Linked DNA regions of Mus musculus: region 1 is linked to region 2. Evidence: chromatin contacts called from public HiChIP or PLAC-seq data. All regions are on one chromosome and are shown on one strand. Each heading gives the region's core, a stretch centred on a gene start, on an enhancer-like site or on the middle of the called end of the contact. The rest is flanking DNA. Distances are from core to core; before and after follow the strand shown. Region 1 overlaps 5430401H09Rik (a long non-coding RNA gene). Region 2 overlaps Prkar2b (protein kinase, cAMP dependent regulatory, type II beta).

Region 1 (5,617 bases), core at 1,411-3,910, 70 kb after region 2:
CACTGGTCTGTTGTGTTTTATATTCTAAACGTTTCCTGGTGACATATTTTGCTCCAATGGTTTATTGATCTTTCAGGACTGGCTGATTCATGCATCAAGTCAAAGTATCAGTCCAAAAATGAAAAGCACAGCAAGTATTTAATTTATCTTCCATGTGCCAGCAAGGCTCTCTCACTCGTCTCCTCATTCAAGCATCAGGCCAGGTACTTTATCTAGGCCTGTTACATTTCCATAGCCATCTAAAGGGACGTTGTAACACTCTTTCTTACATTACAATTCCAGATTAAGGGGCTGGAGAGATGGCCCAGCTGTTAAAGGCTAGGCTCACAACAACTCCAGATTAATAAAGGCAGGAGTGAAGAATATAGAACAGTCAGCATTAGGCAGACGCTATAATAATAATTATTGCAGGTGAGAACTAATTGAATGCTAACTTAGCTAAAACATGCTAAATTGGAACTAATATGAATGCTCAAAGTGCTGGATGAATTATAACAAGAAATACACACATATATTATTTATAATGTGCGCGCGCGCGCGCACGCACACACACACACACACACACACACACACACACACACACACACACACATTTTTGTGATTTAAGAGACTCTCCCCAAGATCCTTACCCATTGCAAAGGGAGAAAAACGGGTAACTTTTGCACTATGGAAACCCAGAGAACATCTCCTTAACCTAGCAACCAAGGTTAACAGCATCACTATTAATAACATTAGCATTAGGTAATCATAATCCGATTCACCCAGGAGTGTAGAGTTTCCCTTCTGTGGTGTTCTTGGCAAGAAAACGTGCAGCTTCCATTTAGTCATGAAAAGACCATCATGTAAACTCGGATTGAAGGATCTCCCACAATAACATTGACCTTGACCAGCACTCTTCACAAGTTCCAAGGTCAGGAAGGGCCAGGAAAGGCCAAAGGAATGCTGCAGACTGGAGACAGTAAAGAGACAGATCCAGGCGAGTGTGACCCTGGACTGAATACTGGACACAAAAGACAATAGAGGGCAGTTGGTCAAATTTGGGAAGAGTACTCGTTTGATGCTTGCTCTCACACTCAAATCACTGCACTGCATGCTGTCTAGGGTATGACTTAAGCTTCAGGGTTTTTAAAAATGATGCTTCCTAATGTGTGAGATTTAAGAGAAGATATAACTACATAGTACAGGAGGGAAGAGCCATCTATCAACGGTGAGAGTAGCTTCAGCCGTGGGAGTAGCCTCAGCTTGTCTCACTAGCCTTCTGTATTAAATCTTTAAGATTGCTGCCTAGGAAGGTACCTGCATTATCTCGAGCTTCTAAGACATAAGGCAAGCTGATAAGAGAAGGGCCAGATGTAGTCTGTGCTGTGTCTACCTCCCTGGCCAAGCCCCGAGTCTGCTGTGCTGACCTGCTTCCTTCAGGCTTTGACGGCCTCTCTCTCTCTCACCTGAACATGCACTATGGATTCTGCTTGCTGCCCTCAGGCCCTGCTGCTGTAGGAGTCCACTGTGTGATTGTACACAGCCCAGAGGTATAGAGTTGACCACATTCCTCAGCTTAGCCCCTTAGCAAGCAGCTCAGATTGGCTCTGCCACTCCTCAGAAACCCAGGCAGCATGCAGTACCAGTTGTGTTTGACAATACCAGCTGAGTTATATGTAACCTTGTTTTTTTTTTCTCCTTCCTTTCTTTTTTCACTTGCCCTGTCTTCCCACTCCTGGAACCATATTCACGAAGATAAATTACTTGTTCATCATTCCCCAAACTCATTTAAACAGAACTCAGGCTAAGATGCCTTTAATGAGAGCAATAAAACCACATAGAGTTAGGGCTAGCAAGGAAATCCAGGGAATTTCCTTTTGAGAGCATACGAGAGTTGCAGTTCTTTGGTCTCTGTCTCTGTTAGTCACCTTTCTATAGTTATAGCAAAGCACCAAAGGCTTCCTTAAGCTCATAGCTTATAGGTCCTGATACAGCAGAGTTGAGTAAAACTGGTCACTTCATGGTTAGGGAGTGAAACAGAGGAAAGAGAGGGGTCCACAGTCTCTCCAACCCGGTTAAGGAATGACCCTGGCTATCAAAGACCTCCCATGAGGTTCTAACACAGAAATGTCCCAGATGCGAACTCCAGTACCATCTCTCCTTTCTTTTCTTTTATTAACTTAATTTATTAAAAAAAAAGAGAGATATCGAGTTTCATTAGGTAGCCCAGACTGACCTCAAGCTCTCAATCCTCCTCTTATTTTTCTTTCTCCTCCTCCTCTCCCTCCTTCTCCTCCTCCTCTCCCTCCTCCTCCTCTCCCTCCTCCTCCTCTCCCCCTCCTCCTCCTCCTCCTCTTTTTGGCCTGTGCTCCCTTATTCTTCATCCTCCCCCCACTTTCCTTCTTTGGTGGTTCCATTTACAGCTAACGGTTCACTCTCAGCACCTTGGCTGAAGTCAGAAGAAACCAGTGCTGTTTGAACAGTCTTCCTGCTCTGCTTAAACCAACGTTGTCCACTGGGCAGTGGTGTCTGCTGTTGCTCTTACTGCATCCTGCAGATTTAGCCTGTTATGACCTTCTGACCTAGCTACACCTGCTATCAAATTTCCTGTCTGTCTTCCTTGCCTTGTACCTCTTGTTCTTCCCAACATCTCCACACATTGCATCAGCCTTCTGTAGCATGAAGCAGCAGTGCCGTGAAGCAGGAGGGTGACAGATCAGTGAAACAGTTCCAGAGGGCTATCTCACTTGTCCCAGGTGACAAGGATCCAGCTGTTTGTTTGGTAAACATTTACTATGTGTCAATCACATGCTATACATTCTTCTGGGTGCTGGGTAAATATCAGTGTATAAAATCGAGGAGACTAGACATATGGCTTATATAGTCCAGGGAAAGGCAATTTAGTAACAGAGGCCAGACAGGAGTACTACATCCCTTCTAATATACAGGTTAAGGAGCTAGAGAGATAGCTCAGCAGTTACAAGCACTAGCTGCATTTGCAGAGTACTAGGGTTCAACAAGTCTCAGCACTCAACACTCAGCACTTACAACCATCTGTAACTCCAGTCCCAGAGGTTTGGATGGCTTCTTCTGGCCTCTATGGGTATTCCATGTAGGTGGTATACAAACATACATTCAGGTAAAACACTGACGTACAAATTAGGCATTCTTGGTTGGAAATATGAAATCCAAACACTGCAAAGTCTGAAAGTCTTTGACCACTGACCTGATACTATAAATAGAAAGTCTTTTATTTGATTTAATGTGGCTACAGTCAAAGTGCAGGTGCACAAATGTTATTCTAGAAAATTACTTTCAGTCAATGTGTGTACATGTGTAGGAGTTACAAATGAACTGAGTGTTTAGACTTGGGCTGCATCTCCAAGATTTCTCATTATGTATATGCAAATCCAAAACAACTTTACATTCAAAATGCTAGTGCCCCCAAGCATTTTGGGTAAGGGCTACTCTCTGCAATGTCCCTGTAACTTGTTTCCTTAATAAGGCAGACAGGGCACCCATTCTCTTCACTAATAACCTTTGTTATTAATTTCTGGTTCATGATTAACATTTATTTTTGAGACTCACATGCACACGTGTGGTCCTAGCATTGAGGATGCTGAGGAAGGGGATCACTCAAGCTCAAGGCCATTGCAGGCTGTATAGCAAGACCCTGACTCAAAACAATAAAATAGGGCTGAGAGGTGGCTCAGTGGTAGTTAAGAGTACATGCTGCTCTTTGAGGGGACCTACATCTAGTTCCTCCTCTCACATCAGGCAGGTCCTAGGAACCCAATGTTCTTCCTCATCTCTGTGGGCACCTGCACACGTGCATGTAGATATACAAATATACATAGAGTTGCGTACATCTTATAAATGTCAAATGAATACATGCAATACATAAATTGTATCTTTGACCCACTTCCCTCTCTTGAGGGACACTTGAATACTCTGCTGGTTTGTCTTTGACAGGATTTGGAATCCCCTCGCTGATGTACCTCTGGATTTATCTGAGAAGGAAACACTTATTCTGAATGTAGGTGACATCATCCCATGCTCTGGATCCCTGGAGTGAATACAGAAGAAATCAAGTAGAGTATTAGCATTTGTCTACCTTCAGATGCAGCGCGTCCAGCTATATCGGGCTCCCACGGCTACACCTAGAGCTGCTCTCATTGCCTTGTGTCCTCTGTCCTCCTTCAGACTGCGGGCCAGTGCAAACCTTTCCTTCCTTAAGTACTGTTGCCAGGTGTCTCATGGAAGAAACAAGAGAAGTGACTGACATAGATACTTATACATAGTTTCCACTTGGGTTTGTGAAGGCTAACTACCCTTTCCTGTCTTGGCTGGAACCATGCAGCCTGAAGGACAGGAGGTGGCCCCTGGGACATATACTCACTCTGAGCTATGGCTTGTAACCATTGACAGCAAGAGTGTGATAGAATCTTCCTTACTTCTCCTCATGCCTTGAAAAGGAAGTGAAAGTTGAACTACTTTTTCTAGTTTAACATAAACTCTCTTTGAATTCACCATTTTTAATTTATATTGGGGGATTTGGGTGGATCTAAGTCCAATTTAACTCTTCTACCAGAAGCATAAGCCAGAACATCTCCATTTTCCTTTGTTGTTTGAGGCAGGGTCTTGCTATGTAGTGCTGGCTGACCTCAAACTTACTATGTAGACAAGCCTGGCCTAGAACTTGGGGCAAGTCTCCTGCTGCTACCTCCCAAATGCTGGGATTACTTACAGGTACAAAGTATTATGTCTGACTTCCATTTGTTGTACTTGAATGGTAGAGCACTGACTTACATTTTATCAAGGTTCCTCATATTTCCTCATAACCCTTGTTTTCTTTCTTGCTATGGTACATGTACCAGCTACCAAAGCTCATCTGAGGGCTCTAAGAGCTGTTCTATTTGGAAAACAGGGGCCTCAAAGAAGTTATCTCTAGGGATCATTTGCTTGGGAAGAGAACACAGTTTTCTTCTTTCCCTTGTTGGAGTCAGGGACTGACTTCAAGGCCCAGGAGTGCTAACAGAGCATGTGTTCTACCCCTGGGCAGAACATCCAGTCTTTACCTCTTGAAAACTTTTAAAATGTTTTGAACTCATCAGACAGCCCCACGGTCCCCAGAGGAGACCCTACTTCCAGGCACTTTAACACATCCAGGATCTTAGGATTCCAGGATCCCAGGATCCCAGGATCTTGGTCACACCTGGATCTCAGGGTCTCAGAGGAAGCTTGACTGCCAAGAATTCTGACACACACAGAATCTCAGGTTCACAGGATCCTGGAATCACAGGATCACAGAGAAAGCTGAACTCTGAGGAATCCTGAATCAATGGGGATTACAGGAAGGACAGGCTCCAATCAGATATATTGAGGGCAGCAAACACTTGAAATAATCAGATGGCAGGAGCCAAGCTTAAGAACAGAAGCAACAGAAACCAAGGTTACATAGCATCATTGGAACCAAACTCTCCCACCATAGCAAGTCCTGGATACACCACCACACCAGAAAAGCAAAATATGGATCTAAAGTTAACTTCTCATGAAGATGGTGGAGGACTTTAAGAAGGAAATAAGTAACTCCCTTAAAGAAATACAGGAGATCACATCCAATCAGGTGAAAGAACTG
Region 2 (5,520 bases), core at 299-2,798:
TAATACTTGTTGTAACTAATACTACCATTTCTAAAGTATACAAAAGTGAACAGCAATACAGAGTCTCAAAAGTAAACAAACACGGGACTAAGGAGATTGATGGCTCACAGTGTAAGCACGCCTGCTGCTGCACAAGTCTGAGGACTTTGGTTCAAATCCCCAACCCCTAGCACTTTGGAAACAGAAGTTTACTAGGGCTTGCTAGTTACAAGCCTAGGTTTGGGCCCAGTGAGAGACCTTGCCTCAAAAGAATGTGGCAGAGAGAACTGGAGGACGCCCATCTGTTGGGATTATCTTCTTGTGAACTGTGTAAAGGTTCTTTGTATTGCTCAAATGTTGATTTCTGTACCAGCAGAGACCTGAATACTGTCCGAACTTTGGTACTGCTATTTTTTTCTGAGCCACTGCCTGTCTAGGTGTTTTTATAAACTCTTCTCTGTCACCGTCTGATTGTTTTCATAAAGAGCTGACAACCTATAACAGGGCAGGAAAGGAAAGGAGAGACATTCAGGCAGAGACAGGAACTGTGGGAAAAATTGAAAGGCATGGGATTTGCCAGCCAGACACAGGGAAAGTCAGATGTACAGGGACTGAAGGAGAAGTAACGGGCCACGTGGCAAACGTGGATTAATATAAACGGGTTATTAAGTTATAGTAGCTAGCTGGGAACAAGCCTAAGCTATAATGCCTATGTTTTCATAAATAATAAAAAGTCTCCAGGTCATTCATTATTGGGAGCTGGAGCATCAGAAACACTCCAACCATACCCATCTTCTGGCCTCACACACACACCACATATACAAAATTAACAAATGAAGATGTCTAGTGTGTGACAAATTGAGTTTTCTCAGTCTTGGTTTCCATTTTCAGTTGTTCTTTGTTCAATAAATATTCTGTGGATGCACATACATGTGTGTGTGTGTGTCACACACACAAATTCATAGAATACAGAGAGGAAGGAAGAGGAGGAGCAAAGAGGAAGGAGAGAGAGGAGATAAATGATTTAGATAATATAAAATACTAGAAAGAAAAACAGAGGAAACACACTGTCTACCTGTGAGACAGGTGTGATTTAAGAATATATGAAATGCCTTACATTTTGGAAAAGGTAAGTCCTCAGAGGATTCCCAGAGAAAACAGCAGACTATTTGTGTACGTGCTTTCTCCCAGAACCCATCCTGAGAAACACTGTGAGCCTTGTGCCACACTAGGGCCATCCTTATGCTTGTGTAACAGAGCCTATCACTGACACACTAGACACACTAGACACACTAAACTCCCTTTAGCTCTTGGACTCCCAGGAGACCAGAACTATAACTGACTCAAGTCCTCCTCCAATCTGGAGTATCCTTAGGAGCAAAAGTCCTCACCCTGAGGTAAACTGAAGAAGTCCCTCCATTCCCAGGAGAGAGACCAGCCTTCTACAGCTGCCTAAGTAACTCTGTCCACAGAAACGGCTACATTTCACTCTCTGTACCCAAGGTTACCCTGGCTGAGTTAACACACACTGGTGGATAAGCTGAAAAGTACACAGAGCAAGCCTGTTTGCTTCTGCCTAATTCCTGCCACATGGGTGGACACAGGCACTGGCATTCCAGCAGTCTCTGCCCGGAGGGCTGAACTAGGTCTACTCATATTTCCATACAATTGCTTCCAGAGCTCACCACACTTAGAAGAAAAATAGGTGAAAGAAGAATTCAGAGAAGGCTGAAAAGCAAGATAGTTCACAAAATAGAAGCCATCAGTTAAAAGCAGGAAGCAATGAGACCGATTTTCAAAATGCATAGACACTGTCTTCATTTCTGAGCATGTTGCTGTAAGAGACATTCCAAGCTAAACAAATATGAACTGGGTTGTGGTCTGTGGTCACATGCACACACACACACACACACACACACACACACACACACACACACACACACACACAAACGTGCACACGCCACACACAAACAAAAGGCCACTTCATTTGTACTAGAATTACATTAGATAAATGTGCCTTTTGCAGAAAAGTGTTCATATGCCCTGGAGTAAAATATCTCCAACCCTATTAGAATCCATAAAACAATTAGCATCTCTGTCTTCATATTAGTTGCTTTTTTGTTGTTGCTTTAGAAATAGAAACTTTTTTTAGTCTGTTAGCTGCCTAAATAAAAGATTGAGAAAATTGTAAATTAAAATGCATAAACTAATTATTTTTGACAGAATACTCAGTTCAGAATAAATTAACTTATGCCTGTTTCAAAAATTATATAAAGGAAAATTTACTCTTGAACCAAGAAAGAACTAAAATTTTAAAAGTTCAACAGCAAACAAGCAAGTAAATGACCCCAAAACATAAATATTTCACCATTTAGCAAAGAATACATATACTTTGCATGTGTTTAATTCTTGGTCCTGAAAATATAATTTATTTTCCATAATCCTATGCAAAGCCGGTGGGTCTCCAAGATGCTCATTACAGTCCCACACGCCCTTGCACTGGCCTCCAGCGGGGAGCGCCAGAGCAGAATCACAACTGGAGGGCCTTCAAACCCTAACTGCTTGGCCCTAAGCGACATGGATTATAAACCACGTACCTCAGAGTACATCTTGGCCTTAGTTGGGCTGTGTGAGAGGTGGGCATCTGAGGGCCGTGGCTTTCTTTTTGCTGACACAGCAAGAGGGACATAGAGCAGGTGTGCATCTAACCTACTCACATGGATTGTCGATGGAGGTAGGACAGGGTCAAATACGGGTGCTTAGCTTCTAGAACGTTCCAACGTGAATGATCACCAAAACACATACAATTTTGTTCTACTTATTAAACCAAATACCTCCAAATATACCCGACATTTTAAAATATCACTATAGAACGCAAAAAAAAAAACAAAAAAAACAAAAAACAAAACAAAACCTAACTAGAAATCACTTTTTGCTTAGGAGTGAACAGGATTCTCTTTTAATTTACAAGGACGTTGCCAACACTGTTCTCTTACACAACAAGGAAGGAAGCACAGTTGCAGCTACAGGAGTCCCAACACGACTAACCTTATAAAACCACACAGAGGCAAGACGGGGACAAAGGCCAAGTGAAGAATGTTTCCAAACTCTCTCCAGATTTAAATACCCTCTACTCGGGAAAGAGACACTGTCCAAACTACAGAAATCCAGCCCCTGCCTTTCTCCATACTGAGCCCTCTACCAAAGCTGGACAGAGCAGGCAGGACACGGTGAGGTCAACAGGGAAGGGCAGAGGCAGAGACCCATGCAGTCTGGGAGAGCTAATAACCCAGACCAATTCCAGAAGTTCAGAGTTCAAATAGCCTCATACCTAAGGTTCCCACAAAGGCCATGTTAAAAAATACAAAAGCTTTGAAATGAATTCAGCGCACAAACCAGTAGGGCTATGACAATGGCCTCCTCCTAAAGGTAGTCAGAGAACATCCTCAAACAATGAAGATGTCGCTGCCGCTCCAGCCTTAAACCAAGGAAGCCTTTCAACTGCTCCATCACAGCACACCATGTCACCTCCTCCAGAGCAAACAGCTAGCTAAAGGCCTCTGGCATCCTGTGCTGTCTTCTTCTTCACACTAACTCCTCAGCTTGTCCCTGGTCAGTGTGGTTACCAATCCCTAGCACATATGCATACACGTTAGAAAGAGTAAATCTAGATGAACTGTGCTGATGAAAAAGTATGGACAGGAGGTGCTCCCTGAGAGGTGATGCTCCCTGAGAGGAGGTGCTCCCTGAGAGGAGATGCTCCCTGAGAGGAGATGCTCCCTGAGAGGAGGTGCTCCCTGAGAGGAGGTGCTCCCTGAGAGGAGGTGCTCCCTGAGAGGAGGTGCTCCCTGAGAGGAGATGCTCCCTGAGAGGAGATGCTCCCTGAGAGGAGATGCTCCCTGAGAGGTGCTCCTTGAGAGGAGGTGCTCCCTGAGAGGTCCTCCCTGACTTCTACTGATTTTTTTTTCCAGACAAATGAAGGCGATAATCACAAAGTATTAAGTTGGTGAAACTGATATATTACAGTCCTGGTTGGAAACATTCAATAGATTTAAAGGTAGCAAAAACTGACAACGCTTTGATTGCCTTTCCCTCAAATGTCAAAAAACATTCTCATGTATGCTCCATTATTATGAAAATGGAATCTGGGTTTTGGTCTACAAGACAAAAAAGGAAGGAAGGAAGGAAGGAAGGAAGGAAGGAAGGAAGGATTGATTGACTTTACAAAAGACCCATCACAATAATGGCATTTCTCAATTAAAGACCAGAAAACAGGATTCCAACCATCCATGCTTCTGTTTTCCTTGAGCTGAAGTAAAATTAACATTCAATGGCGTGTGCCATCCAATGAGCTTTGACAAATGTCCTGGGTCATGTACATGACATCTCAATGCAATGTTAATCACTTTAGCACTGGGCAGTTTCTATGCTGGTAGTCAGTCCCTGCCACCCCACAGGATCCTCTAGTATAATGTCTGCATACCCATCTCACTTTACCTGTCTGGGAACGCCACTTAAATGTGAGGGTGCTTCTTGCTGCTGATAGCATTTGCAGCTCTTTTTTTTTTTTTTTCCTATCTATTGCTTAGTAGTACCTCTTCAAATGAATGCATCATAATTCATTTCTTTATTTTCATATTGATAGACATTGAGTTGTTTCCAGTTCAAATAAGGCTTCAGTAAATATTCTTACAGAATATACTATAGGTATAAGCCTATAGTTTTGTACCTCGTGAAGAAATGTCCACACAAGGTGCTGTTGGTCACTCACTGAAGGCGAATGTGCACAAGGAGTGTGCAGTTCTTGTCTACTCTGTCATACTCTTGCGGCTCACATAGACGGATCTGAGCTATCCTGCATCATGGCTAACAGAAAGAACTGTCTTTTTTAGCCCTTCTGGTACACATGCAATGATGTCTCCTTGCAACTCCAATTTTCACTTCTCTGATAACTAAAACCACTACTCTCTAGTCCATATGAATAGAATGGTTAGCCCCTCTTAGGACTTCTTTGTTGATATGCCCTAAATTTCTATCTTTGATTAGAATGTGTAATAGAAAACAGCACAGAATGTGTACTAGAAAATTCCAGATGTCATAACAAAAGTGACAAGAGATTTAAAAATAGAACTCATAAGAGATGGAAACTTCCTTTACGAAAAACATGACAAAATAAAATGGAAGAATCGGAAAGGGTGAATGGATAAAAAGAGAGATATGATGTTCATGGATAGATGACTCACTATAATTAGAACATTTGTCCTCTCCTAATTCATATAATTCAATGCCACTCCAAAACAACACTCACTAAAGACTTTCTACAAATTGGGAGTTTGTTCTAAAATTTCCATAAAGGCCTTCAACTAATTAAGCAATTCTGAAAGACAATAGGTAGGAATTACCATCTCATACGAGAGCATCGTAAAGTCCTACTGATTTTGAAAGAGAGGCACCAATGAAAAGATAGCTAAGTCAGTAAAACAGCATACAGACTTTAAGTTTGATTACACATTCATGGAAACCTATATTTAAAAACTAATG

The links. HiChIP or PLAC-seq counts read pairs in DNA pulled down with a chosen protein or histone mark.
Region 1: an H3K27ac HiChIP or PLAC-seq map of the HPC-7 cell line shows a contact between it and region 2, with 5 times the contacts expected there. The contact joins two enhancer-like sites. A contact is called at or near these places in 11 of 39 promoter capture datasets (the 3T3-L1 cell line, 3T3-L1-derived adipocytes, the HPC-7 cell line and 8 more), 1 of 15 datasets of contacts at CTCF or cohesin (the G1E-ER4 cell line), 15 of 484 Hi-C or Micro-C datasets (3T3-L1-derived adipocytes, the G1E-ER4 cell line, the HL-1 cell line and 8 more) and 8 of 115 datasets of contacts at active chromatin or transcription factors (the HPC-7 cell line, bone marrow-derived macrophages, cardiomyocytes and 5 more).

What each region holds. Positions count from the first base shown.
Region 1 is chr12:32,111,976-32,117,592 of GRCm38.p6, forward strand. It overlaps 5430401H09Rik (a long non-coding RNA gene), which reads right to left. Exons shown (of 7, transcript XR_872651.3): 2 at 3,978-4,045; 3 at 630-1,000. Gm51991 (a long non-coding RNA gene) reads left to right here. Exons shown (of 2, transcript XR_003950223.1): 2 at 3,952-4,508. Among named protein-coding and RNA genes, the nearest start is that of Gm51991, 3.8 kb to the left of the region's middle. Within about 2 kb of position 2,661, at least 4 of the 459 cell types and tissues checked have an H3K27ac peak or open chromatin away from gene starts, as enhancers often do. A contact at or near this core is called in the HPC-7 cell line, where this site is marked.
Region 2 is chr12:32,043,108-32,048,627 of GRCm38.p6, forward strand. All of the region lies in intron 1 of Prkar2b (protein kinase, cAMP dependent regulatory, type II beta), which reads right to left. Among named protein-coding and RNA genes, the nearest start is that of Prkar2b, 15 kb to the right of the region's middle. Within about 2 kb of position 1,549, at least 92 of the 459 cell types and tissues checked have an H3K27ac peak or open chromatin away from gene starts, as enhancers often do. A contact at or near this core is called in the HPC-7 cell line, where this site is marked.